7 separate regions of the Mus musculus genome follow, and regions 1, 2, 3, 4, 6 and 7 are each linked to region 5. The links are chromatin contacts, called in public Hi-C and promoter capture Hi-C maps. All regions are on one chromosome and are shown on one strand. Each heading gives the region's core, a stretch centred on a gene start, on an enhancer-like site or on the middle of the called end of the contact. The rest is flanking DNA. Distances are from core to core; before and after follow the strand shown.

Region 1 (3,874 bases), core at 672-3,171, 6.6 Mb after region 5:
ACACATATACAAACATGAATATATACACATGCGTACAACACAAACACAATAAATATAATTTAACTTAATAGAGTTAGACAACAGAGTGGTGGGGCTGGAGAGATGGCTCAGTGGTTAAGAGCACTGACCGCTCTTCCAGAGGTCCTGAGTTCAAATCCCAGTAACCACATGGTGGCTCACAAACATCTGTAGTGGGATCTGATGCCCTCTTCTGGTGTGTCTGAGGAGAGCAACAATGTACTCACAAACATAAAAATAAAGAGTTTTTTAGGAGCTGGTGAGATGGGTAAGAGCACCCGATTGCTCTTCCGAAGGTCCGGAGTTCAAATCCCAGCAACCACATGGTGGCTCACAACCATCCTTAACGAGATTTGACTCCCTCTTCTGGAGTGTCTGAAGACAGCTACAGTGTACTTACGTATAAATAAATAAATCTTTAAGAAAAAAAAAAAAAAAAAGAAAACAGAGTGGCCAGAGCTGGCAAACGACATCAGGCAGGACAACAAAACCCACAGCGTGTATGACTTTAGAATTAGTTGTTGAGCTGGGCAGTGGTGGCTCACACCTTTAATCCCAGCACTTGGGAGGTAGAGACAGGCAGATTTCTGAGTTTGAGGCCAGCCTGGTCTACAAAGTGAGTTCCAGGACATCCAGGGCTACACAGAGAAACAGGAGCCTGGCCTTTCTGTCCTCCATCCTTGAAGCAGGAGGAAGAGTTTACAAGGAGAAAGTCACAAGGCTCAGTCTTAGGATCCTTGTGCTTCAGAAGGCAAGGGGTGGGAGGTGGCAAGGGCCGTATGCCCCTTCCGTAAGCAAGAGCTCTCGCTCTACCTCCACCGCAGAGTTCTGGAACCCTGAAACACTGAAGCAAAGGGGGACTCCAGGCCACATGGTCATCCGAGAATCCAGAGAACTGATCTACAATGATGTCACTACTCATCTTGCCCTTCCACTTTCTCTCCTCACTGAAAAGCCTCTTGTTTCCCTGATCTGTGCAGGATCTGTTTGGGTTAACAAGCTCTAGCAGCCCAAGCTAGTAGAAAAGATGGGCTGATAGCTCCACCTGCTGGCCATCTTGGGTTTTGTCCCATAGGAAGAATCCTTGAGAGCCCACAAAGGAAGAACTTGAGGATCAAGGCACCGCTGTGCCTAGGATTTAAGCCCACGGAGAGAGACGCTTACTTAGGCCGTATCCCTGAGAACAACAGATACTTGAATAGTGTTTCTGGTCTTGTTCCCCATGGCTGAGAGAAGAGAATGCAAAAAAGCAGTCGCGTGTAAGGAGCAGTCCAGGCGGGGACACTTAGAACAGGCCATACCCCATGGTTATGGTAGAAATGAGCTTCCAAGTTTGAAAAGTCTTCCAGCACAAGCGGCCTTGGGCCTTCAGAGAATCTACATTTCAAACTGTCACATTTGATTTGGCTAGAAGTTCATGCCTCTGCATGAGCCGTGACTGCCTCCTAGCAGTGGTCAAAGGTGCTATCTGGGATTGCCCAACCCAAGCTGAAGAAACCAGGGCATGGGCAGGGAGGAACTCCAACAACTGGAGCCTTCAGCAGTCCGTTGGAATCACGTGGCTATCCCAAAAGATCCACTTTTGCAGCCCAGAGACACGTACCTCCTGCCAGAAAACTGAACCTGAATCAGGCCAAAAACACATCTGCGAGGCTGAGCTTTCTCGGGGGTCCTACCCACTAGGTATCTACCTCCTCCCTGTCATTACCCGCCACTTCACTGTGCCGCTTCACCCTCCAAGCACAGACCACACCCCTCCCCGGGTAGCCCCACCCCTATGTCGTGGACACGCCCACTACTCCGCCTCCACAGATGTCACGCCTAGGCTCCGCCTTCGCCCGCGTGGTGTTCGCAGCCTCAGCCCCACGACGGACGCACGTCGAGCGTCACAGGCCCCGCCCACGAGGTGCGCAGGCGCGGTGCGAGCTCTGCGATTCGGGCCATGGCGCGGGCGGGTGCCCCTGAAGTGATCCGGGCAGCGCAGAAGGACGAGTACTACCTGGGAGGCCTGCGGAGCGCGGCGGGTGAAGCGCTGCACAGCCTAGCGGGTGAGCGTTCCGGGCACCCAGACAGGCGGCAGCTCCAGAGTTTGCTTGGAAAGCGGGGATCAAAACAGAGGTACACACTGCTGACCACATTGCAGGTCTCTGCTTTAGTGTTTCTCAAGCATTTGCCCATTTATTCTCCAGACGCCCCTACAGGGTGGACCTAACGTCATTACTCTCATAGGTAGACACGTGGATCACACAGGCAGGGATTTGGGATTTCAGAGAGCCGAGGTTTGATACTAAACAGGTCGCCTCTGGCTTATGTTGTTAGCACTACCTAGACTTTCCTGGGCTCCATGTCTCTAGGACAGTACCTGACTCAAGACAGTTACAGTCGGGGCTTCTTAAGAGGCGGTCTTCGTCTCGGAGACATTCCGGTCACCAAGGGCAGCAGAGGAGGTGAAGGGAGAGACGAGTTGTTGAGGGTCGTCTTAGGAGTGACTTGACTTGGACTTTACCTGCCCTTCGGGAGTGACAGGGTTTCTCTGTGTAGCCCTGGCTGTCCTGGAACTCACTCTGGTCAGTCTGGACTCGAAATCTCTGCCTCCCAAATGCTGGGATTAAAGGCGTGTGCCACCACTACCCGGCTGGGAGTCATCTTAAGAGAACCACTTCACCTCTCTAGAGCTAATATTTTTCTTCTCTCAGGTGCAAAGAAATGGCTGGAATGGAGGAAAGAGATCGAGTTGCTCTCGGACATAGCCTACTTTGGCCTCACCACAATTGCAGGTAGCTGTCTGTGCTCGGCAGGTCCTGGGCACTGAGGGGCCCACAACCCACCCAGGTCTGGAGGGGATGCTTGAAGGCTCCTGGAAATCACCTGCATTAGTCTCTGTTTCCGGGAAGGAAGATACTGGCCAGAGGGCACTCACTGCCCCAGACTTTCTCTCAGCAGGATGGGCTTTTCCATTTATGGGGTACGAGGCAGATAAAAAGGAAGAGGCTATCGAGTGGGGGGAAGGGTACGAGCAGGGTCATGGTGAGACACATGGAAAGATCACAAGGTACTCCACAGGGCTGGCCTCAGGAACAGGAAGTCAGGATTCATCGTCTGCATGGTGGAGTACTAGAAGCTAGCTGCAAGCCATGGGTAGGCTTGGGGGCTTTTTATTCTGACTCCATGTGACAGCGTCAGGTAAGCAGTGGTATGTATGCCTGATACTTAGGACTCAGCCATCATCTAGAAGGTAGAAAGCCACAAGATCGGATCCCATCACTTGGACAGGGGTATGAGTTCAGCAGAGGAAGGACTGGAAAACAGAATAAAGACTTAAGGGAGTAGGAACCAACAGGAGATGCAAGGCCCATTCCAGAGTGGCCGTCTCTGTGACATGGTGAAATCACAGCAAGGCCACAGTGGGTTTAACAAGAAGTTGTGCTGGCCTTGGCTAGGTCTCAGGGTGACTGGTGAGGCTGGAGGGGGGACGACGACACAGGCTGGCCCGGAAACTTGTCCCTGGACCCTCATCACTGTGTATTAATCCTCAGGCTACCAGACCCTTGGGGAGGAGTACGTTGGGATCATCCAAGTGGACCCATCCCAGCAGCGTGTGCCCTCCAGGCTCCGCCGTGCAGCGCTGGTTGCACTGCATGCTGTCTTGCCCTACCTGCTAGACAAGGCACTGCTGCCCCTGGAGCAGGAGCTGCAAGCCGATGGCGATGCTCCCCGGGCTTCACAGGGCAGTCTGCTACCTGGAGGACGCAGCCGATCAGGGGCACGGCGCTGGGTGCGTCACCACGCAGCCACCCTGACTGAACAACAGAGGAAGGCCCTCCAGCGGGCAGTCTTCATCCTGAGACAGGGCTTC
Region 2 (3,862 bases), core at 1,229-3,728, 7.4 Mb after region 5:
TTAGTCCTCCCCCCCACTGTCATTGGCTTCCCCACTAGGTGCTTGGGTACTCATCTAGTACAATGTGGGCTTTGACTGCATCCAAAAGTCCCCTCCCTGAGCGACAACCCAGCTTTGGGAAAGATTCTTTCCAATCCCATCCCCTCTTACCAAAGTTGTCATACAGCACTGACTTCAAGAACAGGCCACGGGCTGGAGCAACTCGAGCCTGATACTTGCCCAAGGGATCTTGACTCTCCAGAATCACTTTCACTTGTGTGGGTGCCAGGATCCCTAGCCCCACAGCCACCAACACAGCTGTCATCCTCCGCACCTGCAGCAGAGAGCTCAGGTTGTCACAGGTGTGTCTACCCGAGCCCATCCTGTGAGGGTTAAGACAGCCTACCTGTCTATAAAGGAAAGACTGGCTCTCAAACTCCAAGGTCCAGAACTGCAGCCTCCTAGGAACACAGACAGCTTTGAGGTCCAAGCTAAGGGCAGGCTCAGCCAACCTAGCTCACCATGTGGCTTCAGACAAGACAACGATTTATATACTGGTTTAAAGGCTTCCATCCAGGGTGGGTTCTTGCCTAGTTGACCACCAGTTCCAGAGGGTGAGCGAGTTTTGCATGACTTACTCGACTCTACATATACCATGAAAGGAAACAATTATATAACAGAGCATTGGTTAGTTTGTGCACGGGAAATAGCGATTGCTTTGGGCCTTCATGTTTTGGGGCTAAAGTATTTGTGCTGAAGCAGGACATAGCCAGCCCACCTATCAAGATGGAACCTAGGCCATGTGCTCTTGTGCCTGGTCACACCAAAGCCCCTTTACCAAACCCTTGGAGCTGGTTCCAGATGTTATGTTCTCAAGGTGAGCGGCTGATTCCTGGTGTTTGAAGCAGAGAACTTAACGTAGTCTGTCAAAGTGGAATGGAACTATTCGCTCTAGTGAAATCTTTTCAGAGACTGCCAGAACTTACCTGCTATAAAGAGCTATGGGTCTGGCAGGGCCCTCAGAAAGGCAACATTTTCCACCCTGTGCTCCCCAGGCTGGCAGAGACCCCACCCAACAGGAAGAAGACACAAGTTTCTGGCTCACCTTCTTACACCCTCTAGGCCCAATGGATGTGCAATATACCCATTTAGCATCATCTCACTTTTATTGAGGTATTATGAGTAATGACCCTGGTGGCCTCTAGTCCTGGCATAGTGAAAGGCTAGTCGTCTCACCTGCTCCCCTCGGGGAGGACAAATGGGCTGGCTGGACCAGGTGACACTGAGACTCTTCGAAGTGTGCGTACAGTATTTGTGACTGGGCTGCCAGCAGACTGGAAGGCACTAAAATCATGTGTCCCGAGGAGGTGCTGGGCAGCCTCCTGCATGGCCGCCATATCCAGGTACCTGCAGAGCCAAATGAGCATTATTGAGGAGAGCCCAGGCAGATGGATGGTGAGCCATTTTCTTCCCATTCTTAGCTCACTCACTCTGTCTGCAGAGCCCAGCATACATTTTGTTCAAACACAGGCAGTTGATTAGGCCAGGAGCAGCCTGTGGCCAGACGATATTGGTAGGTCCTGGAGGTGGCTGCGTGTCGAGCGTGGAAGTCGTTGGGCACTCGGAAGGCCTTCAGTACACTGTGGCAAGCAGATCTGGCTCATCCCAGGAATGAGTATGCCCAACTGTCCACACAGCACTATGGAAATCTCTGCCTCCCACCACAGTGGGGTGCAATGGTAAAAGACAAAAAAAAAAGCCCAGAACCATACCAAAACCCCGGGCTCACCGAATGGCCGGGTGCTTCAGGTGGGTGTTGAGGGCCTTGGCCACGACCTCCGGGGAGAAAGGCGACTGCCCTGGGCGGCGCTGGATGTCCAGGTGCGCCGCGTTGCTCAGGGCATGCACCCCGGCATCGGTGCGGCTAGAGATGGTGAACCTGACCGGGTCGACAGAGTTCAGCCGCTTGGCAGCCTCCTGCGGGAACCGTACAGGCGGCTGCCACATCGATGGCCGGAGTCCGTGGAATAGGAGGAGGAGAGTGGGTAGGGGTTGGAGCTGCCGACTGCTTCTTCCTCCCCAAACCGGTCCTCACCTCCAGGAAGTTCAGCACCCCAACAGCGCGCGGATTGCCCCTCACGGCCGCAACCCCACTGCGGAGAGAAACAGGAAGGAATTATCTGCGGTGTCTGTGGACGCTGTCCCGCCAGGGGTCTCGGCGCCCAGGCGCGTGGGTTCGGTGCAGGCCACTGTGTTCCTCGGCTCCTAAAATCCCGCATCCCGAGACCGATCGCGCCCGTCCTGGTCACCTCGCGGACTTCCCGCGAGGCCGAGTGGAGAACGCGGGGGTAACAGCGGGAAAACGTACTTGAAGTCAGTGCCCAAGTACTGCAAGAACACAAGGTAGCGCGCACGCACCGAGCCCACCGCCCCGCAGGAGCCCATATTTGAGCGGGCGGGGCGCTTGCACGTGGCCCGCGGTCGACCCAGCCCAGCAGGGACGGCGCCTGCGCACTGACTCGGTCCGCCCCGCCTGAATGGAGAGGCGGGGGCGGAGCCAAGCTTAGGGATCGGGTGCAAAGTGCGGTCCTCTAGAGCCGGCTATGTTTCCTGTCCTCGGCCTCACAGGGGCGCGATGATGGGTCGCTTCCGCACAAGCGACCTTAATTCGTTCACTCCCGATCTCCCCGCCGCCGTCGCGGAGTGTGTCCGTCGGCAGCATTCCAGCCGAGTTCACCACCGCCGTGATGCCTGAAGTGGGCGAGCCGTGCCCTTCCCTGTCCCGCGACCGAGCCAAACCACTCCGAAGCCCAACCGCCGAGGCCGGCCCAGCTCCCAGACCGTGGTGACCGAGGACAGAGCGCAGCGACAGGCGAGGGGATGCAGCGGCGCTTTTAGCGACGCTCCCCGGAGGTGACAGCGGGTGGCGCAGGCAGAGGCTGACTTTGGCGACGCTCCCCAGCGGTGACAGGCGGGGCGGGGCCGCGGCGCGCCGGGCTCAGACCGAGGCGGGCAGGCGGGCGGGCGGGCGCGGAGCGCAGCTCGGCGCGGGCGCCACAGACGGTCCACGGGCCGGGGATGCCGCTCGACGCGCCTTGGTCCTCCGCACAGTGAGCACCGCTCGCCGCAGCCATGACGGTAGAGTTCGAGGAATGCATCAAGGACTCGCCGCGCTTCAGGTGTGCTGCGGGCCCGGGGTAGGGCGCGGGCGGGGATGGGGAGCCGCCTTTGTGCCGGAGGCGGGCAAGGGGTGTCCAGCGTGGTGACCGCTCCGAGTCCACCTGGACGGAGCAGAAGACCTGGCACGGACAAACCGGCGGGAGCCGGAGTCGCGGTCCCCTAGCTGCGCAGCTCCGCCTCCGGCCTCGGGGGACCGGAACAAAAGACGCCCCTGTGCTGATCACCTCGCGCGCGGGGGTGAGTGTGCAGACCGCCTTGGGCAGCTGTGTGTCACTGGGCATTTGCGTCCAGTGCCATCTCTAGAACTGTCCACCCTTCTTTGTGTGTATGCTCTGGTGTGCCACAAGTACTGGGCTCCTCCTTGGCCCTGTAGTCCAATTCTGGCTAGGATTGTCTGGCACCCTGCTTGGTCTCTATCTTGATCCGTATGTCCAGAGCAGTGTATGGGTGCAACCAGCCGGAGCCATCAGGGCCTGAGATAGACACCTTGGTGAGAGTTAACGGATGTATGAGTGACCCAGGAGCCTGAAGGGGTAGAGGCTGTAAGGATGAGGAAGTCGTGTTTAGGTGGAAGGGTATGGGCCTTATTCACCTATGGGTTTGTTTCTTTTATTGTTCCTGGAATACAGTCGTGCACATCTGTGTGAACCACATGGCCACACAGATATACATCTGTTTCATTGAGTGGCATTTGGCAGACAGT
Region 3 (3,649 bases), core at 925-3,424, 6.7 Mb before region 5:
TATCCCCTTTAGTTTACTTAACATTTTCTGCAGACATCGGAGTGCAATGGGCTGGGCAGGGAGCGTGTAAGACAGCGGTAGTGCTAGCTAGGATGACGTGCACACAGGATGGAGGAAGAGAAACAGCAGAGAAACAGCTTCACCCTCTGTAGACCTCAAGTCCTACCAACAAATTCAACTTAAAATTACTCCCCATCAGCTGGCAATTATAACTTGGGTCATCAAAACACCCTACACACACACACACACACACACACACACAAAAATTGAAAAAAATTTTTAAAAAAAACTTCAAAACTGAAAACTGAACTTGGGCATGATAGTGTATTCTTGTAATCCCAGCTGTACAGGAGCCTGAAGCAGGAGGGCTGCTGTCTGAGACTAGCCTTGACCCCACAGTTGAGACCTTGTCTCAAAAACAACAACAACAACAAAAAACCCAACAACAACAACAAAAAAAACCAAAGCAAACAAACAAAAACCAAAAGCAGCTGGTTGTGATGGCTCAGGCCTTAACTCCAAACATTTGGGAGGCAAAGTCAACAGGGATCTCTGAGTGTAGATGGGAGCCAGTGTTTTATATAGTGAGACCTGCCTTAAAAACAAAACAAACAACAACCAGCAATTAATCAATCCTCTAAAAAGTCAAATCTCCCCCAGCCCCCCAAACTCCCTGGTCCTAGCTTGCCCCTGCTACCTGTATGAGGAGGCTGACCAACAGGAATGGGGTCCTAGGTTTTTGTGGGTTAATTTTTCTGTGGAAATTGGGGGAACTGTTTATTCCCAACTTTTGCCAGACCGCGTATGTGAGTGACACCTCCTTCCCTAAAATAGATCCTTCCAGAAAGAGCTGCATGCCAAGGTTCTAAAGTTCACATTGTGTGAAGGAATGGTACTTCTGAACACAATATTGACACGCAGAGTTTACCGTAAGTCAGGACAGAACAGGCAGTCGTTGGGCAACAGTTTTTGGAACTATTTCATAATTGCAGAAGGAAATCAAGATTTACATTCTGGGGCCTTGGGAGCTGTCTATAATTTTCTGGTGTTTAGACTACACCCAGCGGGGGCCACTTTGGTTAGAATCTTAAGGGATTTAGTGCAAAGGTTACAAAATAGTCCACCTATTGTTTGATGAAGTCTACTAAGGACACCAAAGCATTTTGAGAATATATTTTCTTGTTAAAACATGAGAAGGCTGAACTCCTGGCCGCCGAATCCCTCGGGGGTCTTCAGACAGTAGGCCATTTTCAAGCTAATATCCTTCGAAAGCACTGAGCTTTGAACTGACCCAACTAAACTGGGCCCAGAAAGGAGGAGGGCTTTGGCCTGAGAGAAGCAGACAGACTGAGTTAACCTAACCATTACTTTAATTAATATATGACATATATATATGTGTGTGTGTGTATACATATATAATAAATTAACCAAAAATGTATGCATTTCCAGAGACGTCAATGGCAGAGTGAGTCTCAAACTTTTTCCCCTCACTTTCAACCGCAAATCTGCATTCTCCCAGGTAGTAAACTGCGCATATTGGAGCGGTCCAAATAAGCGAACCCCAGGCAGGCGTCGTTCTCCCAGTGATCCAAACTGGTATTTCTGGTCGGAAAGTCAGGAGATCCCGGATGAGGACCCAGGCTCCCGAAGGCCAGAAGGTGGGGAGGGCTGCCCGCCCGCGCACGTGCCCCTCTAGCTGCAGTGGGTGCATCCACGGGCGGCTGCAGGACTCGGCCCCCGCCGGCCCCCAGCTCCCCCCGCCCCCGGCCACAGCGGCCGGAGGCCCCCGCTCGCTGCCGCACCCCGGCGTACCTGGCTCTCGGCGGCGGGGATGCCGGACTCGAGCTCGCACAGCGCGCGGAAGTTGTGCAGCTCGAAGTCGGCGTCGACCTGGAGGGAAAAGGTCACCTCGGAGAGGTCCCTCCGCACACAGTACACGGTGAGCAGCATGGCCCGGGCCCGACCCGGCTCGACTCGGCCCGGCCTGGGCGCTGGGCGGAAGGCAGTCGGCGGCTGGGGAGACCTGGCGGCAGCGGCGGGAGGGCGACGGGCGCGGGCTGCTCGCTCGCTCGCTCGCTCGCTCCTTTCCTCCCTCACACGCGCGCAATGACTCACTCGCTCCCGCCCTCGGCAGCCAGCGCGGCCGCCGCCACCCGCCTGCGACGCCGTCTGCCTGCCTGCCGGCCTGCCTCCCACCGCTGCCGTCAAGCTCGCGGGCCGCCCGCCCGGCGCCCCGCCCCGTCGCAACGCCACGGCCGTAAAGCGCGCCAGGCTGCCGGCAGCCTTCGCGACGCTAGGCTGTGGGGCAGGGCGGGGCTGGGGAGACTGGAGGGAGGAATGGGGATGCGGGGTGGGGGAACCCCACGATTTAATGCTTGAGCTCCGGAGTATTCCAGGATCCCAGTCCCAGTTAGTCATCCAACGGGGACCTACTGTGCGAATGGCGTGTGCATAAAAATGGTTGAAAGACAAATTAAGCACATCTTTCTAAAACAGAGTTTTCGTAATGGAAGTTGTCATTTCAGTAATATTAACTCGGTTTCGACTTGGTAATGAATGTAGGACGAAAATCCAGATCCTTTGCTGTGCTCGAGGCCCATCCCAGCCTGCGGGCTGGCATGGCTGCGCTGGCAGCCACACACACACAGCACAGTTCTTAGTTAACTCACTCTCAGACTGCATCCAGCACTGGACGTTTACTGGGTACGGTTTAGAATTTACTCCGTATACTGGGACTGGTAGCGCAAACCTGTAATCCCAGCTACTCAGGAGGGTGAACAGAAGGCTGGCAAATTCCAAGCCTGCCTGGATCATAAGTGTTCCAGTCTGAACAATTTACTTTAATGGTATAGATAAAATACCTTGTTGACATCTTGCCTACCAGGACCAAGCTCAACCTCAGCAGGACAAAAAGACAGTACTTGGGAAACAGTCGTTATTTTAGTGGCCACTCAATTCATAAGAAGATGTAGATACCAAGAATGGTAAAAATCCGAAAACATCTCCCGGGCCCACTAGGGTGGTCCACATTTGTAATCCCAGCACTCAGGAGTGTTTGGTTTCCAGTCCTGGATTAGGGGCTGAGGTATGCATTGTACAAATCAAAGGCTCAAGGTTCTCCTGACATCCCTCTGTCCCTACCTGGCAGGGACTCAGCTGCCCTTCCCCCAGAGACTCTTCTGCATTTAATACAGATATCATATCATATATGATATCATTGGTCTCTCTCTCCCCCCCACCCCCATTCTCTTTCTTTCTTTCTCTCTTTCTCTCTTTCTTTCTTTCTTTCTTTCTTTCTTTCTTTCTTTCTTTCTTTCTTTCTTTTCCCTCTTCTCCTTTCCCTTCCCATGGCGACTAATATGGCTTCCTTCCTCTCCTTCCTTGGGACCAGTGAATTCGTCCTCCTGACAGAAGCTTCCCAACCCAACAAACCCGCATTTACGACGAGCTAATCTGTCTTGAATTGGTTCATTTCACCATCATCCAGGAGCAGAGACTGCAGGATCACTACAAGCACAAGGATTTCCACTCCTGGCTCCGTGGAGCGAGGAGCCTCCTCCAGCAGAACAGGAAGGAAATGGGAAGCAGGGTGGCTGTGGATGCTGCAAGAACTTCACTTTGCAGAAAAGACAGAATACATAGGCGCAAG
Region 4 (3,840 bases), core at 802-3,301, 7.4 Mb after region 5:
TCAACCTAGGCTGTAACAGGCAGGCCCCAGGGTGGGGCCACCTCTGGCCATTCACACTTTTAAATTCATCTTTATACTCTAAAGAAAACAATTTACACAGACTCTCCCCCCAAATCTTCTACCAGTGAGTGATCTTTCTTTCTTTCTTTCTTTCTTTCTTTCTTTCTTTCTTCCTTCCTTCCTTCCTTCCTTCCTTCCTTCCTTCCTTCCTTCCTTCCTTCCTTCCTTCCTTCCTTCCTTCCTTCCTTCCTTTCTTTCTTTCTTTCTTTCTTTCTTTCTTTCTTTCTTTCTTTCTTTCTTTCTTTCTTTCTTTCTTTCGGGTTCTTTCTGATTGGGAACAAACGAAAATCCCACGGAAGAATAGGAAGTACTCTTAACCACCAAGCCATCTCTTCAGCCCCAGCAGTGCTTTTTTTCTTAGGTTTTTATGAAGGATTAACCTTTGCAATTCCAGATCTGCCTTGGCAAGGTTAGTTTACAGTAGCAATACAATGTCATGGTGTCATGGCTATGTGTCTGTGTTTTATTGCCACCATGGCCAAGCAGCTACCCTGCCCTGGTTGGGCATGTTCTGTTTTGGCCTGGAGCCTGTTTGAGATACAGGGGGTCTTTTGGTTTTTTGAGACAGGGTTTCTCTGTGTAGCCCTGGCTGTCCTAGAATTCAATCTGTAGACCAGGCTGGCCTTGCAACTCAAAAGAGATCCATCTGACTCTGTTTCCCAAGTGCTGGGATTAAAGGCGTGGGCCACCACCACCCAGGAAAGTATAGGGATCTTAACAAGGTTGGCTTTACTCACCTCCTGGAAGACTAGAAACTTGCTAGTTCCCGGGATTGTGTAAGGAGGATGCTTTGCTTGGTCTCTTTCCAAAACTTGTTTCCACTTGCCCTTTCTCTTATTGTCCCTGACTCTACAAAGACCTGTCCCGATACGGGTTGTTGTGAACATGACCATTTCTCTGATGGATTTATTTACTTTTATTCATCTCCTTGAACCTTTAGTTATGCAATCCAAGGAGAAACACATCAAATAAAAGCTGGCCATGTTGAGGACTGGGAGCACCAAGGTGAGGGCTGGAATCTAGAGACTCCATTTGCCTTTTGTGGCTAAACCCAGGGTGAGAGTCTGAACTAAAGACAGACTAAAATGCATAAACCTTCCTGTTTGGGCTAGCGCAGTGGTTAAGTGCTTGCCACATAAACCCGACAACTTGAATGAGATCCCTGGAATTCACTTCCTTAAATGTGGAAGAAGAGAAATGACTCCATGTGTGCTGTGGCATATGCAGGTGCACATTGTGCCTCCCCTCTCGAAACATCATTAGAAAAGACAAATATCTCCAGCATCCCCTCTCGAAGGTAGGGTACACGCAACATCACTTTGTGACCTCAGTTACACAGCTGGGACGACAGCCTGCAATTTCTGCCCTCTTATTGGTTTATGTAACTTTAGCTAGGTTAATGCCTGAGAATGAGATATTTGGCCACTTTGTGTTAAGAATCCACAGAAATCCCTCATGCGAGGCATACGTAGTTTCTCAAATGAAGGAGAACCCTAGTCTTGCACCCCTGTCCATCGGAGCCAGCAGGACTTTCTGGTCCACACTGAGGTGCAGTGGATTGCTAGGCTCTTGCCAAGGAAAGCAGCAGCCGTATTCTGAAGAAGCTGCTTTTAAGTTTTGGGATAAAAATTAACGTGTGTGTGAGGATATTTAAATTTTTCCTCAGGGGGCTGGTGAGATGGCTCAGTGGGTAAGAGCACCCGACTGCTCTTCCGAAGGTCCGAAGTTCAAATCCCAGCAACCACATGGTGGCTCACAACCATCCGTAATGAGATCTGACTCCCTCTTCTGGAGTGTCTGAAGACAGCTACAGTGTACTTATATATAATAAAAAATAAATAAATCTTTAAAAAAAATTTTTTTTTCCTCAGGGCACACTAAAGAAATTAGGACTTTTTTCACTTGAGATTAGCGGCAGGGTAGGACCGCGGAGCAGGAACAGGGCGGAGTTTCTGAGGCCTCAAGAAGCAGAGCGCCCCATTCTGCAGCCAGCCTATCCCACAGGACTATTAAACGACCTGCCGCCCTAACAGGAGGAGCGCCACTTGTCACTTCCGCAGTCCTACGGTCCATGGCGGTACCCGGAGGCTAACCGGCTTGGGAGAGACGAAAGGAAAAAAATATATATATATATACTGTAAAGTCCGCGTGCACGCAGAGAGCACTCTCCGGGATTGTGGTGGGTGTCGGGTGTGGGCACTTTTTACCCGGAACGTTGTTGCTGCTGGACAACAGCGGCAGGGGAAGCGTCCCCTCCAACCGGAAGCGATCGCCTTCGGGCACGCAAGGATCGAGTTAGCGCAGAGCCGGGCACCAGAGGGCGCTGCGTAGGACCAGGGACCGGAAGTGGTCGAGGTCAGAGGCGACCTGATCGGTCCTAACTTCCGGGATTCGGTGGGCCTGTTGCGGGGCTCAGATGATGAGCGGCGGCGGAGCTCGCTTGGCCTGCGTCTGTTTGGTGCGTGCGAGCGTCGATATCGTCCTGCGCTGTGGGTTTCGCTGCCTGAGCGGGAACCGTGGGTGGGCGGCTTACAGCGACCACGCTGGTGGAGAGAAGTAGGGACAGGATTTGCGCTCAGAGCGACTTTTGAAGATGTCTCCTTATCGCGGGTCAGGGGGACCCAGGGTGATGGGATATGCGAGGCCTGCGGCCGAGAGCACTGCCCGTCGCCGCTGCGTGACCTCAGCTGGTTCCTGTGTTCTAGCTTTGAGCGCTGCCGCCGGACCAACTGCTCACCATGTTCCTGGCGCGCCTGACTTCACGGCTGGCCAGGACTGTTGTTCCCTGGGCAGGTAAGACGCCCCTGGACGCGGAATCCACACCTGACTTGGGGATGGGAATCATCGCGGCCCAGCTCGCCTTCAGTAGTCTCCTGTCGCTACTGGGAATAAGAGCCTGGGCACAAACCTTTTCCTGCGAGCTTGCATGTAGTATGTAGGAGCACATCACAACTCCAGACGGAAGGATAAGGGGCAGGCCTTACCATTTGGGTCTACATGTTGCCCTAGCCTGGGTAGTAGTGGTGTTCTGATCTGCTGTGATGGCACTAGTAGCAACTGTGTTGTTTCCCCAGGTTTCAGTCGTTCCTGCCCTGGCTCCGGGGTGATTGGCAGCTATGCTTTTCGACCCCTTTACAGTTTGCAGCCTGCAAGCCCAAGTCGGGCTGCCTCCCTCCCTGGTAAGAGGACCCAGTCAGAGCTTGAGGAGTTCCTGGTCCCCAGGAAGATGGCCATCAGTCCTCTAGAGAGCTGGCTGACTGCTCAATACTTATTGCCCAGACGGAATGTCGAGGTCCCAGTGACTCTGGCTCCCTCCCAGTTCTACGAATGTCCACCTAGGCAGGGGGAGGAGGAAGCCCAGCAGGGAGTCAGGGAAGCCTGGGATGCCACTCCAGTGCAGTGCAAAAACGTGCTGAAGATCCGAAGGCGAAAGATGAACCACCACAAGTACCGTAAACTGGTCAAAAGGACCCGGTTTCTACGTCGCAAGGTCCGGGAAGGACGTTTGAAGAAGAAGCAGGTGAATATGGGCACTCCCTTGGACCTAGACTGACAGTGGTTAAAAGAGGCTTTGCTCGTTATAATAAGTTGGTTGTCTCCTCTGCCCTTGCAGATCAAATTTGAGAAAGACTTGAAGCGCATCTGGCTTAAGGCAGGCCTGAAGGAAGCCCCTGAGAACTGGCAGACCCCGAAGATCTACCTGAAGAACAAATAATCTGGGTTCCTGTCCCTCTGGCTCTCTTGCTGCTTCTGACCCACTATAATAAATATTGGAAGGAC
Region 5 (3,692 bases), core at 1,144-3,643:
ACTTCATACTGCTGTTCAAAACCTTGCAATGACTCCTGCACTTCAGAGTAAAGAAGCTCATGAGCCCAAAGGGCCTATAGAGTCCGCAAGCCTTCCCACTGATGCCCGGACACTACTTCCTCTCTTCCTTTACCCCCTGGATGACTCCCCCCCCCCCCCCCCCGTGCACACAATGAATTTCTTTCTATCACACAGGCACTTTGGCCCTTGCTGTTCCTGTCCCCTGGAGTTCTATTCCCAGACATCCACATGACCAGTTCCATCTCTCACTGCCTTCAGTCTAACTCAGGTATAACCTCTTCAGTGAGCCGAATGCCAGCCAAACGACTTAAAGCAGTCATCAGGGCCCCTTCTCTGTCCCGCGCCACGGCACTTACCACCTCTTACACTCACTGTGACCTGCATCGCACTTCAGTTAATGAAGAACCAGACTCACAATGGTTCCAAAAGATAATGGCTTACATTCTTATTACACATTGACTTTTTGTTTTGTTGTGTTTTGTTTTTTTTGAGTGCAAGCATGTGTGTAAAAGACTTTTGAGGACAACTTTTGGAAGTTGGTTCTCTCCTTCTACCTTATGAATCCTGGAGATTAAGCTCAGGTCATCAGGCTCTGTGGTATCGGCCATTATCTGTTGAGCTATTTTGCTAGCCCATTCTATGCTTTTTGTTTGTTTGTTTGGTTTGGTTTGGTTTTTCGAGACAGGGTTTCTCTGTATAGCCCTGGCTGTCCTGGAACTCACTCTGTAGACCAGGCTGGCCTCGAACTCAGAAATCTGCCTGTCTCTGCCTCCCAAGTGCTGGGATTAAAGGCGTGCGCCACTACTGCCCAGCTTAAAATTTTATTGATATGTGTGTGCACATGTGTGCTGATGCCAACTGGGGCTCCAAGGGGGTGTTGGATCTCATGAAGCTGAAGTTAAATATGTTTGTCAGGCACCCAACATGGGTGCTGGGAACAGAACATGGGTCCTCTATAAAAGCAGTTTTATATATAGTGCAGTTGAGTTTCCCACCTTTGGGGAAATCACAGGGGTCAGCATATTGGAGTACAATAGAGAAGTCTTGGCCAGGAAAACCACCTTTGAGATCATGGCATCTCCCTTGCCAGGTAAGTATGAACATTTATTTATTTCTGTATTTTATGTACATGAATGCTCTGTTTGCACTGTAAGCCTGCATGCCAGAAGAGGGAATCAGATCCCATTACAGATGGCTGTGAGCCACCATGTGGTTGCTGGGAATTGAACTCAGGACCTGTGGAAGAGCAGCCTGTGCTCTTAACCACTAAGCCAACTGTAGGGGGGTCTCCAGCCCACAGTAAGAGATCTTAAAGGCTAAGCCATGTCTCCATCGGGGGAGCAGTGTTCATAATCCACTGCCAAACCAGTATTTTCACAACTTAAGGTTTCAAAGTATCCACGATACACACATTTTGGATTTCCAGTCAAGTGGCCTACTTTAGTAAGGCGTCTTTGACACGTCTACCATTCCTATGGAAGGTAGCAGTTTCCAGTTTAGGCAACTGGGACCTTAGAGCAGGAAACAGGCCAATTCTTACCTCCTGTGTAGAGAAAGGAGCCAGACAGGCCTCCGAAGTAGATGAGAGCCAAGTGTTCCAATTTCAGAGCGGACAGGTAGTAGAGGCAAGCAGCACAGACGCAGCCCAAGGTGTAGAGGAAGACTCCAAATCGAACAACATCCTGGGGCTCCAGAATTCTGTCCACCAAAGTTCTGTCATCACTCTTTTTGTGGTCAATGCCCTTGGAAAAGTCATAGTATGTGTTGACCAAATTGCCGGCCCCGTGTACAGCCAGGACAGCCACTGCACAACCCAACAACAGCCTGGGATCCAGGACACCCTGAGACCTGTAGGCCAAGGCACTGCCCAGGGCCACAGGGGTGAGTGAGGCACTGAAGCTCCAGGGCCTCAGGGCCAACACGTAGGAGGCGCACTTGTGCCTCCAGGATCGTTCGGGAAGCCTGTCCTGCTCGGGCCATTCGTTCTTCTGCGGGTCCCCGACCTTGGCTGTCTCTCCTGCCAGGATATTAATCTTCTCCCCCGGGGCCTGTACCGCAGCCATGGAAGCTACACGTGGCTAAAGTCAATTCTAAAAGTGAGCCACTCAAGGGGACCGCCCCAGGACGGAGACAGGCGGGACAGCCTGGCCTGACCTTTCTCTGGTTCCGCCCCCGGTCAGGGTTTGGGAGGCGGGGAAAACTGAAGACAGCAACCAGGCCATGCACCGCCACGGGGCCAGCGGCGCTGCCCGCCCACCTGTCACCTGAGCGAAGCCTGTCTGGGGTCGCTTCCCCCGTGCCACAACTCAATAACCCGCCTCAGCCCGCAACCCCTATCGGGCGGACGGCGCCGCCATCTTGTGCGTCGGCCTCAGGAGGCCGGCCCGGAAACTCGGACCTGGGGCGGGCAGGGCCCGGTGAAGGCCGGCGAGGGGCGTGGTCGGAGAGGGGTGTGGTCAAAGGCCAGAGCCCAGGTTCAACAAATTAGCTAAAAGCAAGTCACTGGAAAGAAGCAGCTGTTTAGCCCTCCTGGGATTTCAGGGCGTGTCGCTTTGCGTTATACTGGGCAGGTTCACTTACTGAAATAAGAAATAAGACTCATTTGTGGTTACCCCAATACATCCTACGTTGAAAGTATTGTGCGCATTGCTGGGCTGGTGGTGCATCCTTATGGCCCTAGAACTTGGGAGACGACGACAGGAAGAGAATTCAAGGACATCCCTTATTATATAGTGAGTTTGAAGCCAACTCAAGCTTCGTGAGATTATCTTTTTGTTTGGTTTTCGGTTTTCAAGACAAAGTTTCTCAGTGTATGTAGCCCTGGCTGTCCTGGAACTCACGCTGTAGACCAGGCTGGCCACGAACTCAGATTTACCTGCCTCTGCCTCCCAGGAGCTGAGTAAGATTAAAGGTGTGTGCCACCACCACCCTGCAAAAAGGAGATGGAGAAGAGGGAAGGGAAGGAGAAAGGAAAGGAAATGGAAGGGAAGAGAGGAGAGACCGAAAGAAGAAAAGAGAAGTGTTCATAAGCCAAGAGCTTGGAAAAGAAAATGCGGTACTATGTGATGGAACATGTATGTATAGCTGGAAGAAAAAGAAGTAGGAAGCTTTCTGTGTACTAAGATGTAAAGACCTACATGGTTTTTTGCTTTGTTTCTGGAGACAGGGCCAGGACTGATGGCTCAGCGGTTAAGAGCATTAGCTGCCCTTCCAAAGAACAGGGTTTGATTCCTAGCACCCCCAAGAGCTCACAACTGCTTGTATCTCCAGTTCCAGGGGATCTGACCCCCTATTCTGGCCTTTAAAGGCACCAGGCATGCATACATGCAAGAAGATCACACTAGATATACATATATACAGGCAAAACACCTATTCATAAAAAATCCAATAATAAAATGGCAGGGGCCTATATAGCTCAGGCTGGCTAGAAATTGGCAATGTAGCCCATAATGACCTTGAAATTTTGATCCAACCTTGAATCTCCTCCAACTCCCTGAGTGCTGGAATTACAAGCATTCACCCACACTTGGTTTTATGGGGTGCTGGGGATTCCACATGCTAGGCAGATAATCTACTATCTGAGCTACATCCCAACCCTACACCCTGCAGGCTTTTGTGAACATCCTAACGTGGGAACTGCCCCTGAGTCCTGTGAAAGAACAGCTGGTACT
Region 6 (3,938 bases), core at 691-3,190, 7.2 Mb after region 5:
TTACTGTCTAACAACAGTAAGAGGTTTATCCACAGGCATGGCTAAAATTAATTAATTCAAAATCAAATGTGTAATGAACGGAGAGCTCACCTATGTTTTTATTGTACAAGCTCCCTGAATCCTTTTTTTTTTTTTTTTTTACAGAAACTGGCACACTTTACATTGTGCATGAAGTCATACCAAATAACACCAACCAATCATTGCTGCAAGAACACCTCAGCTCCCATAAGAGAACACCAATTTATGAGCAGCAGTGTTTCCTAGCGTACATATGTTTTTTTGCTTTTAGAAGCACAATGTTTTAATTATAGAAAGCAAGGACTCTTGATATTTTCCTACTGCTTATTAGTAGGTTTTAGGATTGTATTGTCAGGATCACTTTAAAAATTACTAGTTGAGGGCTGGAGAGATGACTCAGTGGTTAAGAGCACTGACTGCTATTCTGAAGGTACCGAGTTCAAATCCCAGCAACCACATGGTAGTTCACACCCATCCAAAATGAGATCTGATGCCCTCTTCTGGGGTGTCTGAAGACAGCTACAGTGTACTTACACATAATAAATAATTAAATTTAAAAAAATTACTAGTTGAACCAGGCATAGTAACACATGCTTGTCATCTGAGCACTGTGGGGTAAGAGCAAGGTCAGGGTCAGCCCTGGCTGTACATCAAATCCGAAGCCAGCCAGGGATACACCAGCCCTGTCTCAAAACAAAACAAATACAAAACAACAATGACCAAATAAAACAACTCAATTAAAAAATGCTTACATAGGTGCGCATAATTCCAGAGTGTGAGAGGCAGAGATGTCTATTTCTGTGAGTTCAAGACTAGCCTGATGTACACAGTGAGTTCCAGGCCAGACAGGGGTACATAGTGAGACACTATCTTTTTTTTTTTTTTTTTTTTTTTCGAGACAGGGTTTCTCTGTGTAGCTCTGGCTGTCCTAGAACTCACTTTGTAGACCAGGCTGGCCTCGAACTCAGAAATTCCCCTGCCTCTGCCTCCTGAGTGCTGGGATTAAAGGTGTGTGCCACCATGCCGGCTCAGTGAGACACTATCTTAAAAGACAAAAACAAACAAAGGAAAGAACCCAACAACAACAAAATTCTTGCGTAAGTTTCTGAGTTGAGTTTCATTTTTAAAAATCGTTAAAACTTGGCTTGTGGTTAGGACAGAATTTCCAACTGATACGGTTCTAAAACATACGTCAATTCAACAAAATCAAACACACTTTGGTTTTGATAAAATCAAAACATCAACTCTGAAAAATGCTGAAGATACTCTATGTCCAGTGGTATGGGATATTCAGTCAAGATTTAATGATCTGTGCGAAAATTTAAAAAGCACATCTTCTCATTCGTAAGCCAGTTTGCCTTTGCTTTTAAGTGGTAAAACTGCACTGTGCCATTGTGTTCTAAAGACTTGTTTTTTGTTTGCTGAGACAGGGTCTCTCTACATAGACCTGGTTGTCCAGGAACTCACTAAGTGGACCAGGCTGGTCTCCGGCACCGGGCAAAGAATTGTTTTAAGATAGACTTAAGGTTGATTATCAGTAAACGTTTGATTTGCATATGGAAAGGGTTTTCTAGTGGAAAAGGTTTAAGAAGCTCCAACTCACTGTGCGAGATCTGAAGGAGAAACCTTACTAGTTTTCAAACAACCAAGAAAAAAACAAAGGAAGGTTTCACCAAAAGCAGAGCTGAGGCAAGGCACAACCTCAAACCTCTCCACAAAATGACCTTCAGGGATAAAAGGGGCCAGGAAGCATCTCACAGCCGGCGGCTACTTGGGGAGATCAGGCGACAGAGCAAGCGTCCTGCAGGAAGGCGGGGCCTCTGAGGCTCGACCAATGAGCGCCCCGTCGCTATGCTGCTGGCCCCGCCCCCATGGTGCTGACCCCGCCCCCATCCCGGCAGCGTCCAAGACTCGGAGAGCACGGGGGTTCCTCGCACGTTCGCCACTGAGCGCTTCTCGTCTTGTGACTTTCTGGTCAGATTTTAGGATCCTTGAAATCAAGCCCCTGGGTCTGACCTAGAGGGCGGCACCTTCGCGGCCTCAGAGGATTGGCTCCTTCACCTTGGTCTCGGTGGAACGTTCCGGAATGTACCACAGGCCAGAGGAGCGACACCTGCACGCTGGCCCAGCATGGCGGACCCCGCAGAGGTGGGACGCTCCGGAGGCGCCCACAGGAGGCCGCAAGGCGGTGCTGTGGCCCCGCATCGTCGCCCGCCCCGTGGTTTGCGGTGGGCCGCTACGGAAGGTGCGAACGCGCCGTGAGGGTGTCCTGGCTCCCCGTGGTGGGCCGCGGTGGAACGTTCTGGAAGGTGCCATTGTGTGCCTGTGTGGAGTGTGTCCTTCCCCCCCCCCCCGTAACAGCTTCCGGTGCGTCACGTCCGGCTCTCTCCCCGCCCACCCGTGTGTGTGTCCCAAATCTAAACCCTTAGGAGGGCTGTGGGAGGGCTCGCGGCTCTCGCCCTTGACTCTGGACCGCTCTGCCTAAAGCTGCTCGGCCCCGAGGCGGGCGCGGGCTGCATCTTCCGTGGGCGTGGGCTGAGGCTCTGCATAAACTCCAGTGGCAGCCCCAGAACTGAACCCCATCGGGGGCCGGGGGCATCCCGTCCTGGAGTCAGCCCGGGTTGGCACCGGGCGCGCAGGTGGCGGGCTTCGCCGGGCTGGACGCACAGGTAGGGTGGGGACAGTGATGGGCACCGGGGCGGGGGGATCGCGGGCGGGCTGTGACTGCAGCAGGCGCCGGAAAGGAAGCGATACCCAATGACAGGTGCAGGCACCCTGTCATCTGTCGGCGTGTACTGATTTTGCCTCCCCAAACGTCTTATTTTGTGCCGTGGAATGGGCGACTCAGCCAGGTCCCAAGCCTCAACTTTATTTTAGCCTGCCAGCGGTTTTTCTCCAACCGGTACTTTTCAGGCATGAAACAGGCTCTTTGCAGCATTGATGTTTTGAACCCTTGAAATGCAAAATAAAACAAAAAGTAAAACTGCAGACTGGGGGTGGGGGTGGGGGGGCCCTTGTTCAGTGTTTGTCTAGTCGCCCGCTCATGGGATGAATGTACTCTATTAAAAAAAACTGGAAAATAATTTTTTGTGCTTTTTTTTCTTTTTCTTTTTTCTTTTAAGACAGGATCTTTACAGGGTAGCCCAGTCTGGCCTTAAACTTGTGACCCTCCTGCCTCATCCTCTCAGTACCGCAATTATGGGACTGTACTACAAGTATCCCTGGTTGCAGAGCACATTTGAAAGCACACCGAGAGAATTTTAAATAGCAAAAGAAGGCCCATTAAGTGAAGAGATAGGAAGGCTTTTATATTAAAGTGATTCATTTCCAGTGCAGAAGATGGAGAGACAGAACAACATGAAGGACCTGTCCACAAGATGGAGATCCTGTGGCTGGTAATGTGGATGTCCCCAACTGTTTATGTCTTAATCTGAGCACACCACACCAGTGATCCTGAAAAGATCCATTCTTCAGAAGTGATAAACACTATCATAAAGCCACAGGGTGCAATGTGCTACTTTAGTCAGGAGTGAGTGACTGTCCCTTCCGTACAAATTCTTCACTACTGAGTGAAGTGTCACTGTTAGAAGCAGGATGGGGGGCAGATTGTGAGCCCATGCAGGCCCTTTTCTGAGTTATTATTTCCCTTAGATAAACTTTTAGACATGCATGGTACTTGGAGACTTGATGTATTGTTTTCATTAAATAACCACTAACCAGTCCAGATGTCTTGGCCAAGTATTTGAGTACCTCAGTCCTCTGTTTCAGAACAAACATTTCCTTATATCTAACCCTATTCTCCCCCTTCCTGTCCCTCCATTTTCTATTGGGGATTGAATCTAGGGCTTTGCTAGGCTAGCCCTCTACCAGTGGTCTGTCCTCCACTAAAAGTTTGAGTGACCCCATTATTTATGTCATGG
Region 7 (3,704 bases), core at 735-3,234, 7.3 Mb after region 5:
GGATGTAGCTGAGGGTTGGAACTACTGTTCTCCATAGTCTATACAACAGCCTGCATTAGTGAGACTAATAGCCAAGATTCAATTCTGAAACTCTAGGTGTGTCTAGAGAGTGATCTCCCCAACCCAGGAGTTACCGAGAGTTGTCCCCTACGTAACAGTGTAACAGGACACGGGATCATCTGCCAAGTCTTCTAATACTGGAAATGCCTTGAAAACCAGCCACTTTTCCTCATTTCAACCCAATCACTGAGATTATCTAGCAAACACAATAGATTATTTACAAAATTACTAGCTCTGCTGGACCTCAAGAGACAGGTGACCCTGGACCTCAATCTGAAGGCTCTGAATGTCTATATGGAGATTTGAGTCTGTGGGGCTCAAGAGACCATTGCCAAAAGTGGACAGGATCTCACAGTGTACCCCAACTAGCCTGGAACTTACTGTACAGAGCAGTCCAGCTTCAAACTCAGAGATCTGTCTGTCTCTGCCTCCCAAGTATTGGAATTAAAGGCATGAGCTCAAGACTTTTTTTTTTCCTACAAGAGCAGAGAATTGACTCACCAAGTGCCAGACTCTCTCTCAGAGGGTCTGCATATTATACCTATTTAAATTAGGGCTTCCCTATAGGATCTTTTGAAAAACAGAACACCCGCATAAACACAAAATTGAGAATGGAAACATCCTTCAATAAGTATTCATTCAACAAAGCTGACATTTCAGGCTTTTAAAAAATTTTTTATGTATTTGAGTTTTTGCCTGCATATAAGTATGTATATGTCTGGTACCCTTAGAAGCCAGAGGAGTCCTTGGATGCCCTGAAACTGGGGTTACAGAAGGTTTTGAGCTGTCATATAGGTGCACAGAATTGAACACAGGTCCACTACAATAGCAACAAGTGCTCTTAGCCTTTCAGCCATCTCTGCAGCCCCCTGCAGGCTCTTAAAAATATTTCAACTAGCTAGGCATAGTGACACACGCCTCAGGAGGCCGTGGCAGGTGGAGCTGTGATTTCTCTGACAGCCTGGTCTACAGGAGTCTCAGCCAGGGCTGCACAGTCTTTATAAAAACAAGAACAAACAAAGCAAAATAATCAAAAAAATCCACCTTACATTACACTTTGGCACAAACTGTCAACATCAAAACAAAAATGTGTCATTTGTTGGGAAAAGTCCTGGCCTTTGGGATCCATCAATGCTAAAATCTGTCTCAGAGAGGATCAACCTTTACGGACACCCTCACCTCACGTTCCACAGTGGAATGCTATCATCCAATAGTAAACACGACATCTACTCTCTCCTTTTTAAGTGAGAGATTGCTATTAACTACCACAACACAGGATCGCCTGACCTGGCTATGACTTTTGGCCTGCACCACGTGGAGGCAGCTAGAAAGCCCAACAGTAAAGTAGGTAAGGCCAACATTGGCACAGGGTCTCTCCTACGACCTACGTGTTGACAGCTACAAGTGCAAGAGGGTGGCAGGATCGGGGTCTCCCCCAATGCAGGACGGCTATGACCAAATGTCCCATAAGCGGCCATTCAGGTCACCTGAAAGGTACGGCTGCGAACGACCACTGTGCTGCTAAGACGTCAAGAGGACCAAAGTCCTAAGGGCAGCAGCTAGTGCCTCCGAGAGAAACCTCCCATTTCCCAGGGCCTCGGCCCGCCAAGCCCAGCCCGCGCACTCACGCGAGTGCTCCAACTCGCGAGCCGCTTTGGCCGCACGTTCCAGGCCCGTCGGGTCGAAGTTGCTCCATTTGTCCTTGGGCGATGGCCGGTCTCCCGCCCCGCGGTCACCGCCGCCCTCCGCCCCGGGTTGAGCGGGCGGCAAGGGCAGCGGAGGCCCTGTGCCTTCGCCCTTGGGGCCCTTGATGCCGAAGAGCCACGACATGGTCTGCAAGCTCCGCGCGCCCTCGGCGGACCGTACCGGAGCGTGACTCGCGAGGCTCCTCGCAGTCACCACGCGCCGCGGGCGCGACTCACTGCGCAGGCGCGAGCCACACCCCTTCCTTCTGGACGACGGAAACCTAGGAGGGTCAAGACGTTCTCAGCCGCCGGATTGGCCGCTGACATAGGGACGCCAGTGGCGTCGGTGGCACGATTTGCCCAGCTTTCTAAGGAGGCGGAACTGGACAGAGCTCCTGGACCAGGCAAATAGGAGCAAAGTTTTCGAGGTGGGTGTGCCTTCATCCTAGAAAACTTTTTTTTTTTTTTTTTTTTTTTTAAGCAAAGGTGCTATTCCTCTGGGGTCGTTCTGTACCTGTCGCTATAGGCATTTATGGAGACGCCCCAGCCACAGAGCCCACAGACGATCAGAGACACTGGACTCACACCACGGAGGGTCAGAACTCTTCTGCTGTGAATCCTACCCAAAGAACAGAAGAGGAAGGGAAAACCTGAAGGTGCTGTGGGTCTCCCGGAGCTAATTTTTTCCGGACTTGAGATGCCTCAGGTCACTGCAACTAAGGGCGAAGTAATCGGGGTGAGACCTCCAGCCGGGAGGACTAGAGAAGGGGTCCCTGGCGCCCCTCGACCGGCCGGGCACCCCTGCTGTGACCCCACGCTTTCTCGGAGCCGGATTCATGTATATCTGTGGCTGCTTTGAGCGTCTCCAGGCCAGCGGCTCCTACAGCCAAGCGTGCATAAGAATAAGAGAGTTACTTAGGTCAGAGACTTGGGCGCCTCTGACAAACAATCCTGCACCATTCTGCTACGATTGCTCAGGCGGTGTTTTGAGCCCGATCCTCTTTGGTGTTTTGGCAACCCACGGCGGCTATTGGCATGCTGCTGCTTTGCAGTACAAGCCAGAAAGCCAAGCCGACTCCCAGAGCCTGCAGAGGGTACATTACACTCAGGAGCTACTTAGAGTGAGGGCTGGTGCTCCAGGCTTGTGCTTGTTAGCCAGTGAGCGCTCCTTGGGAGCCTGCTGAGCCAGGTGCCTGCTCTGGACCTAGGGTTGACCTAACCTTTGGGCAAGTGGAAGGTAGCATGGACAGTGGCAGTTGTCACTAGGAACCCACATTTACCAAAGTCAGCGTCTTGGGTCCAGGCATCTTTCATAAAACCGGTTGAGTTCACAGAATTGTTTGGACTGTTTTTTAACACTGGACAAAAGGCAATTTTAAATGATAAAAAAGGAAGTTGAAGGTATGTTATTAGTCGTATTTATTTTTTATAAAACTTTAATTTTTTAAAATCTTACTATTAATGATAGTTCTTGAGTGCTGTAACCTTCCTTATAGCCCACCACCCATCAGAGATAGTGGAAAAAGGATATGGGGGAGGTAGACCTGTTTAGAAATGGTTCTTTGGAACAACTCCTGTCTATGTTGTCTGAAAATCAACAGTTCATTTCCCAGGTTAACAGCAGCAGCTCCATCCATTCCCATACACTTCACAAACACACTAACAGTCCAGTTCGATAGTCTGGATAACAAACATGAATCAGCAGTGGTGACACAACCTAACGGAGACAGCCAAGCCACCGCCTCTGTAGGAGGGACCAAGAGGAATGCCAAGAGAAGTTCTCAACTAGGCCTCTCTCTTTGCAACAAAGATCAGCAAAGATGTGTTGTACAGCTAGCTCAATAAGCAAGTCTAGCTCTGCTTCCATCACTGTCCATCACTGTCCAGTGTTTCTTGATATAAGGTTTCTTTGAGCTCTGACACTCCTGGAACTTAAGCTGCAGATCAAACTGTCCTGGA

What was found. Promoter capture Hi-C pulls out the DNA fragments that hold promoters and counts their contacts. A called contact is a pair of places that touch in the nucleus more often than the background predicts.
Region 1: a contact with region 5 is called in a Hi-C map of B cells, with 5 read pairs. The contact joins the promoter of Pex10 here to the promoter of Ubiad1 in region 5. A contact is called at or near these places in 1 of 39 promoter capture datasets (pre-B cells) and 1 of 484 Hi-C or Micro-C datasets (B cells).
Region 2: a promoter capture Hi-C map of pre-B cells shows a contact between it and region 5. The contact joins the promoter of Pusl1 here to the promoter of Ubiad1 in region 5. A contact is called at or near these places in 3 of 39 promoter capture datasets (cranial neural crest, maxillary cranial neural crest and pre-B cells).
Region 3: a promoter capture Hi-C map of pre-B cells shows a contact between it and region 5, with 2.6 times the contacts expected there. The contact joins the promoter of Ddi2 here to the promoter of Ubiad1 in region 5. A contact is called at or near these places in 3 of 39 promoter capture datasets (cranial neural crest, frontonasal cranial neural crest and pre-B cells).
Region 4: a contact with region 5 is called in a promoter capture Hi-C map of second pharyngeal arch cranial neural crest. The contact joins the promoter of Aurkaip1 here to the promoter of Ubiad1 in region 5. A contact is called at or near these places in 3 of 39 promoter capture datasets (cranial neural crest, pre-B cells and second pharyngeal arch cranial neural crest).
Region 6: a promoter capture Hi-C map of pre-B cells shows a contact between it and region 5. The contact joins the promoter of Slc35e2 here to the promoter of Ubiad1 in region 5. A contact is called at or near these places in 2 of 39 promoter capture datasets (cranial neural crest and pre-B cells) and 1 of 9 other capture datasets (pancreatic islet).
Region 7: a promoter capture Hi-C map of pre-B cells shows a contact between it and region 5, with 2.4 times the contacts expected there. The contact joins the promoter of Atad3a here to the promoter of Ubiad1 in region 5. A contact is called at or near these places in 4 of 39 promoter capture datasets (cranial neural crest, frontonasal cranial neural crest, maxillary cranial neural crest and 1 more).

The regions. Positions count from the first base shown.
Region 1 is chr4:155,065,109-155,068,982 of GRCm38.p6, forward strand. It overlaps Pex10 (peroxisomal biogenesis factor 10), which reads left to right and starts at 1,922. Exons shown (of 6, transcript NM_001042407.1): 1 at 1,922-2,066; 2 at 2,715-2,795; 3 at 3,555-3,874. The coding sequence starts at 1,961.
Region 2 is chr4:155,889,284-155,893,145 of GRCm38.p6, forward strand. It overlaps Pusl1 (pseudouridylate synthase-like 1), which reads right to left and starts at 2,479. Exons shown (of 8, transcript NM_001033490.1): 1 at 2,348-2,479; 2 at 2,075-2,132; 3 at 1,769-1,956; 4 at 1,470-1,619; 5 at 1,216-1,386; 6 at 386-440; 7 at 151-313. The coding sequence starts at 2,424. Acap3 (ArfGAP with coiled-coil, ankyrin repeat and PH domains 3) reads left to right here and starts at 2,592. Exons shown (of 24, transcript NM_207223.1): 1 at 2,592-3,158. The coding sequence starts at 3,112.
Region 3 is chr4:141,721,245-141,724,893 of GRCm38.p6, forward strand. Ddi2 (DNA-damage inducible protein 2) reads right to left here and starts at 2,175. Exons shown (of 10, transcript NM_001017966.2): 1 at 1,813-2,175. The coding sequence starts at 1,950.
Region 4 is chr4:155,829,218-155,833,057 of GRCm38.p6, forward strand. It overlaps Aurkaip1 (aurora kinase A interacting protein 1), which reads left to right and starts at 2,052. Exons shown (of 4, transcript NM_025338.4): 1 at 2,052-2,518; 2 at 2,766-2,853; 3 at 3,135-3,580; 4 at 3,674-3,840. The coding sequence starts at 2,799. The coding sequence ends at 3,775.
Region 5 is chr4:148,442,367-148,446,058 of GRCm38.p6, forward strand. Ubiad1 (UbiA prenyltransferase domain containing 1) reads right to left here and starts at 2,394. Exons shown (of 2, transcript NM_027873.3): 1 at 1,562-2,394. The coding sequence starts at 2,084. It also overlaps the pseudogene Gm23303.
Region 6 is chr4:155,599,476-155,603,413 of GRCm38.p6, forward strand. Slc35e2 (solute carrier family 35, member E2) reads left to right here and starts at 1,941. Exons shown (of 9, transcript NM_177186.4): 1 at 1,941-2,263.
Region 7 is chr4:155,759,114-155,762,817 of GRCm38.p6, forward strand. It overlaps Atad3a (ATPase family, AAA domain containing 3A), which reads right to left and starts at 1,985. Exons shown (of 16, transcript NM_179203.3): 1 at 1,689-1,985. The coding sequence starts at 1,890. Atad3aos (ATPase family, AAA domain containing 3A, opposite strand) reads left to right here and starts at 2,079. Exons shown (of 3, transcript NR_027972.1): 1 at 2,079-2,173; 2 at 2,272-2,664.